2 separate regions of the Rattus norvegicus genome follow, and region 2 is linked to region 1. A link is a contact called in public Hi-C data. All regions are on one chromosome and are shown on one strand. The core of a region is the stretch at or near the end of the contact, and the rest is flanking DNA. Distances in the headings are between cores, read along the strand shown.

The links. A called contact is a pair of places that touch in the nucleus more often than the background predicts.
Region 2: a contact with region 1 is called in a Hi-C map of Schwann cells, with 7 times the contacts expected there. The contact joins two enhancer-like sites. A contact is called at or near these places in 2 of 12 Hi-C or Micro-C datasets (the A7r5 cell line and Schwann cells) and 1 of 1 datasets of contacts at active chromatin or transcription factors (oligodendrocytes).

The regions. Positions count from the first base shown.
Region 1 is chr17:57,394,594-57,397,246 of GRCr8, reverse strand. Svil (supervillin) reads left to right here. Exons shown (of 38, transcript NM_001108416.3): 15 at 314-893; 16 at 1,586-1,805. Among named protein-coding and RNA genes, the nearest start is that of Svil, 67 kb to the left of the region's middle. Within about 2 kb of position 1,311, at least 3 of the 93 cell types and tissues checked have an H3K27ac peak or open chromatin away from gene starts, as enhancers often do. A contact at or near this core is called in Schwann cells, where this site is marked.
Region 2 is chr17:57,533,535-57,536,187 of GRCr8, reverse strand. It overlaps a transcript of Svil not described here. Among named protein-coding and RNA genes, the nearest start is that of Svil, 72 kb to the right of the region's middle. Within about 2 kb of position 1,322, at least 4 of the 93 cell types and tissues checked have an H3K27ac peak or open chromatin away from gene starts, as enhancers often do. A contact at or near this core is called in Schwann cells, where this site is marked.

The DNA.
Region 1 (2,653 bases), core at 62-2,561:
AGGACAGGGTTAACAGGTGAGCCTATGAGTGGCTTCATCTTCCCGTCCCTAAGGAAGAACCAGACCCACGTTTGCTACTTCCTCTCTTGTTCATAACTTGCTTGGAATGAGTCCACTGTGGTTGACTATAAAAGCAGAGGCAAGCTGCCTCCCCAGAATGTTTGTCTGTGATTTGTTCTGTGTGTTCTGTAACCATGCAGGCTGGCTATCTAGTAAGGCATCACAGGAGGCCATACTGCAGGTGTATTATCCCCACCCCAGCCAGTCCCCTCTGGTGACGCTGCTTCTAAACTGTGTCCCCCCCCACTCCCAGGTGCAGAGTGGGAAGCTCATCTCCTTCTCCCCTACTGTGAACACCTCTGTTTCTACCATGGCTTCTGCAGTTGCTCCCACATATGCAGGGGACCTTCGAAAGCCGTCTGTTGACAACAGTGCAAGTGCCCCTGACTATAAGTCTCCTTCTCCTGTGGAAAACTCAGACTCTCCAGTCAGAAGCATTCTGAAACCACAAGCCTGGCGGCCTTTGGCAGAGCACAGTGGGAGCAAAGGAATGCCGGAGGAGTCCGGAGAGACGGAAAGCAAGAATTCTCTGACTGCAGCTGCTGAAGACAGTCACATTCAAACACGAGGAGCCGTGGAGGAGGAAGTGGAGCCCTCCTACCCCATCCTTGGCAGAGTCGGGGAGGGTGATGGTCAGAAGGAGCCTAAGTATGCCAACCTCAGGAGGGGAAGCTTAGAGCTAGGGAATTCTTCTGCCACACACCTTGGTGATGAGCTGAAGGAATTTTCCACTGCTAAAAGCAGTTTGCAAGAGAGTCTGGACCTGAAGGATAAGCAGGCCTCGGAGGAGAATGCAGATGTGGAGAATGTCATGAGGAAGTTCTCACTCAAAGGTAAGGCTCTGCAGCTAACTCCCAGGCTTTCTAAGGGCTCCGCAGTCTGACAGACTTCTCGCACGTGTTTGGGTTGTTTCTGCTTAACTACATCTAGAGACAGGTTATCACTAGAATCGATCAGAAGGTCAGCGACTCATAGTCCTTTCCCCAGACCTCTCTTCCCCTCAATTCTGACACAATGAACTGATAGAGTCTACAAAGCAAAAGTGGCTGCCATCTTAACACCCCTTGATAAGGGTTTCGGGTGACTGGTGACATTAACTCACACAATAGCCTTCTGAGCTCCCAGGCTGTGTTGACCCCTTTTACTAAAGTTGACGGCCCAAAAGTCCTGCGCCCAGTAAGCACAGAGAATAAGGACTTGAACCCGGCATGGTTTCCAGACTCGTCATGCATTCTGATGATGTAGTTTATGCTCTGTCCGCATTAGAGACTGACCTACATTGATTGTATGTCAGTTGTGACGGGCTTGGGGTGAGTTCAGCTCACTAGAAATGAAGATGTGCTGATTAAGAGCAGTAAGCCCACTGGCAGCATAGCTGACTCAGGCTAGCTTTCTCTCAGCGGCTTGTGCTGCAGTGGCCTGGGCAACTCACCATGTGCCCACCTTACTCCAGTACTGCACCTCAGTGTGTACAGCTGGAAAGATGTTTGCCCAGAGACTGATGCTGACTGGCTCTCCTTCTCAGAGTTTGGAGAAACTGCTTCTGAGAAGACGGAGACAGCTGCCAGGAAAGCCTCTGTTCCGATGGCAACCCCAGGGGCCTGGAAGCAGCAGGAGTCCTCTGAGCAGCTAGCAGAGAAGCTCTTCAAGAACCCCTGTGCCATGTTTGCTTCTGGAGAGGTCAAAGTGCCAGCGGGCGACAGTAGCCTGGATTCACCCAGCAAAACCATGTCAATCAAAGAAAGGTAAGCCCTCTGGTGATTGGCAGATATATTGTGGAGGGATGTGGGCTATGCTGCCATGCTAAAATAGTCCTGGGAAGCCAAGGCATAAGAGCATGAGCTGCACCTACTTTAGCAAAGTTGTAATGTCCAGTCCAGACTCGAAGGAAGGATGAACAGGGACACCTTGCTTGTCTCTCTCTTATGTCATATCCATTTCGTTCGGAGCTGAGATCTAGGCTCTTTCTCCTACAGAAGCATGTGATTCAAACTGTAGGTACCCTCTGACGTTCTGGGTAAAATAAATATAGGGTGAAGATAGATAAGTTCACACAGAGGATCTGTGTCTTAGAGATTAGAATCTGTCTGCTGCATATTATAGGAAATAAGATGAATTGCCTTTCTCTAAATTTTTATTACATTTACTTACTTGTGCACAACACACGCGCGCGCGTGCGTGTGTGTGTGTGTGTGCTTATACATGTGCCATAAAATATGTGTGAGGTCGATGGACAACTTGCAGAAATCACTTCTTTCCTTCCAGTATGTGGCTCCTGGGATGGACTCAGGCTGTCGGTCTTGGCATGCAGAACCATCTCACCTGTCAAAGATGAATGATTGCTCTGAACATTTAGATTTTTTTCTTTCCCTCCCACCCTCTTCCTTCCCTTTTTCCCTCTCTTCCTTCCTTTTTCCTTCCTTCCTTCCTTTTCTCCCTCCTTCCCTCCCTTTCTTCCTTGCTTTTCCCTCTCCCCCTTTCCCCTCCCCTTCCTTCTCTCTTTCCTCCCTCCCTCCCTCCTTCTCTTCCTCCCTTCCTTAATGCCCTCTCAATTCTTTCTAACTTCCTCACTCCCCCTCCCTCTCCAGTCTCT
Region 2 (2,653 bases), core at 73-2,572, 140 kb before region 1:
TAGCCTGATTTCCAGCTATAGGCATAAAATTAGATAAAGTATGTAAGATACTTGGCACAGTGCCCAGAACATAGTAGCTGTACACCAACAGATGAGGTGTAAGAACGGCATTTCCCCTCTCTTCATTCCCATGTGGCATCGAGACAGGTAAAGAAGACAGTAGCCATTGGCACACCCTCACCCCCACGCTTTTCAGTTCTTTACTCTTCTGCACTGAAGGATTCCTCCACTTTGTCAGCAAGCTGAGAGTGGGGAAGGTTGTTGTCGATGGAAACTTTGTCCACTTGTGGGAGAAATTTGCAAGGGCCTCCGGAACTGCGAGGCCTTCCTCCTGGCCATGCCACTGTAATTTTGTGGCTAAGTTTCCAGTCATTTCCCTTTCCTTTAGACTTAAAGTCTATCCGAATAACCAACAAGACAAGACTTAAACCAAACAACTTAAAACTGAACTGAGAAAAGGAAGTCGGTATTCCTTTTCTTTCTTCTCTGTCCAATTAATGGTCCATCTGTAATGCTAAAGAAAAAGAACCTGGTTCTGTGAAAATCGTGCTGCCCAATCTTGGAAAGAGGGGCCATTTTATTTGGGAAAATGGAAATAGTTTCTGAGTCTTTAAGTGTGTGGATAGGAGGAAGGGGAGCCCAAGCTCTCCTTTCAGCTCTGTTTTCTCAAGTTGTGGTAGACTCTACGTCCTGAAACTTGCTGTGCTCTGAGAAGCAAGAAGAAAGGCATTCAGTGGTGAAGCTGAGCAAACATGGAGTAGCCAGGGTGTCCATTTCATACAAGGAAACACTGGGAAAGTTCTCAACTTCATAAACCTCAGTGTAGGAATAATTCGTCCTGCTCTCCTCTCCCTCCCCTGCCCTCCCCTCTCTTCTCCTCCTCTCCCTTCCCTTCCCCCTTCCCCTCCCCTCTCTTCTCCTCCTCTCCCTCTCCTCTCCCCTCCTTCTCCTCTTTTCTCCCCTCCCCTCCCTTCCCCTCTCTTCCCTTCCCCCCCTTCCTCTCCTTTCCCCCTCCCCTCCCCTCCCGCCTCCTCCCCTCCCTCCCTGTGTTCTGGCCTTTATCTTTCAAACACTTAGAGGTTAAAACCCTGGAGGTTCTGCCAAGCCATTCACCGTGGATGGTGTGGTTTTGACAAAGTGTTTCTTCTGTCTGTGGTATAAATGGGAGAAGGAGAGGGCCTGTGACTGCCCGGATTCCACATTTGGACATGAAATGTATAGCTCTCTCCCACACTGGAAATGAGCTCCCTGTAGCCAGTCAACAGATGCAGAGGTTAGGAGCAGGGTCTCCCCCACACCCCTGCTTTGTGCCTCAGCTCCATTTGTAGCCACTTGTTGTGCCCCCAGTGTGAAGCCTGAAGCAGCTGCAGGGCATGCGCCAGGCCTGCTCAGGGCATTCGCTTCCTTTGTTGGGAGGATGAACAGGCAATGTTATTTTGGATCACATAGCAGCCTGTTCAAAAGCGTCCTGCATTCCCCAGCTGTTCCTCGGAGGCTTTGAGAAGAGAGCAAGAACGTGCCAGCTGCTGGACCACTGAAGTTCCACTTACTGCCTTTGTCCAGTAACAAGGAGGCTAAAATCCAGGAACTGTTGTTAGCATGGCACTTGCAAATGGTGTCTGTTTCTGTAATATCAGTGATAGTCTCAATAGAGTTAGAGCATGTCACGGCAAGACTCAAAGGCAGATGTCACACACCCCCCTCAGAGCTATTGTTTTAAAGATTTTATTTTTAAATTGTGTGTGCGTGTGTGTGCGTGTGTGTGTGTGCATGCGTGCATGAGTGCGTGCGCACGCGCGTGTGTCTCTGTGTGTGTGTGTGTGTGTGTGTGTGTGTATGTGTGTGTGTTGTATGGGTATGTACACTTAACTGCAGGAACCCAAGGAGGCCAGAAGAGGAAATTAGGTTCCCTGGAATCTGTTAGGATAAGTCTTAAAAGCAAATGTCACAACTTATTTCTCTCTCTCTCTCTCTCTCTCTCTCTCTCTCTCTCTCTCTCCCTCTCTCTCTCTCTCCCTCCTTCCTTCCCCCTCCCTCTCTCCCTCCCTCTTTCTTTTTTTTTGTCAAAGTAACTTTCAAAATATTTTACTTATTTATTTTTTAGTATATGTGTGTGTGTATATATGGACAGGTGGGTGCTCCTAGAGGCCAATATTGGCCAACAGATCTCCTGGAGCTGGAGTTACAGGTGATCATGAGCTCCCCAGCATGGGTGGGAGGAACCAAACTGGAGTCCTGCCCCAGGGGCAGTATACACTCTTACCTGCTGGACCATCTCTCCAGCCTCTCAAAGTAATTTTAAAGGATATATGTTTATATGTATGTTTTTTGATAGTTTTTCCATACTTAAAACAGCCTGGCTTATCTTTCATTGATTACTAACACGATAGACGTAGCATTAGACTTGACTTCCGAGTCTGGCTTTAAACACTGGCCTAGGGCAGTGGCTCTCAACTTTCCTAATGCTGCAACCCTTTAAAACAGTTCGTCATGTTGTGGTGACCCCAACCATAAAATTATTTCCTTCGCTACTTAATATCTGTCATTTTGCTACCCTCATTAATCAGAACACAGGTACCTGATATGCAGTATCTCTGATAGGGGACCCCCAAGGGGTAGAAGTCCTCAGGTTGAGAACTCTCCTTGGAGGGAG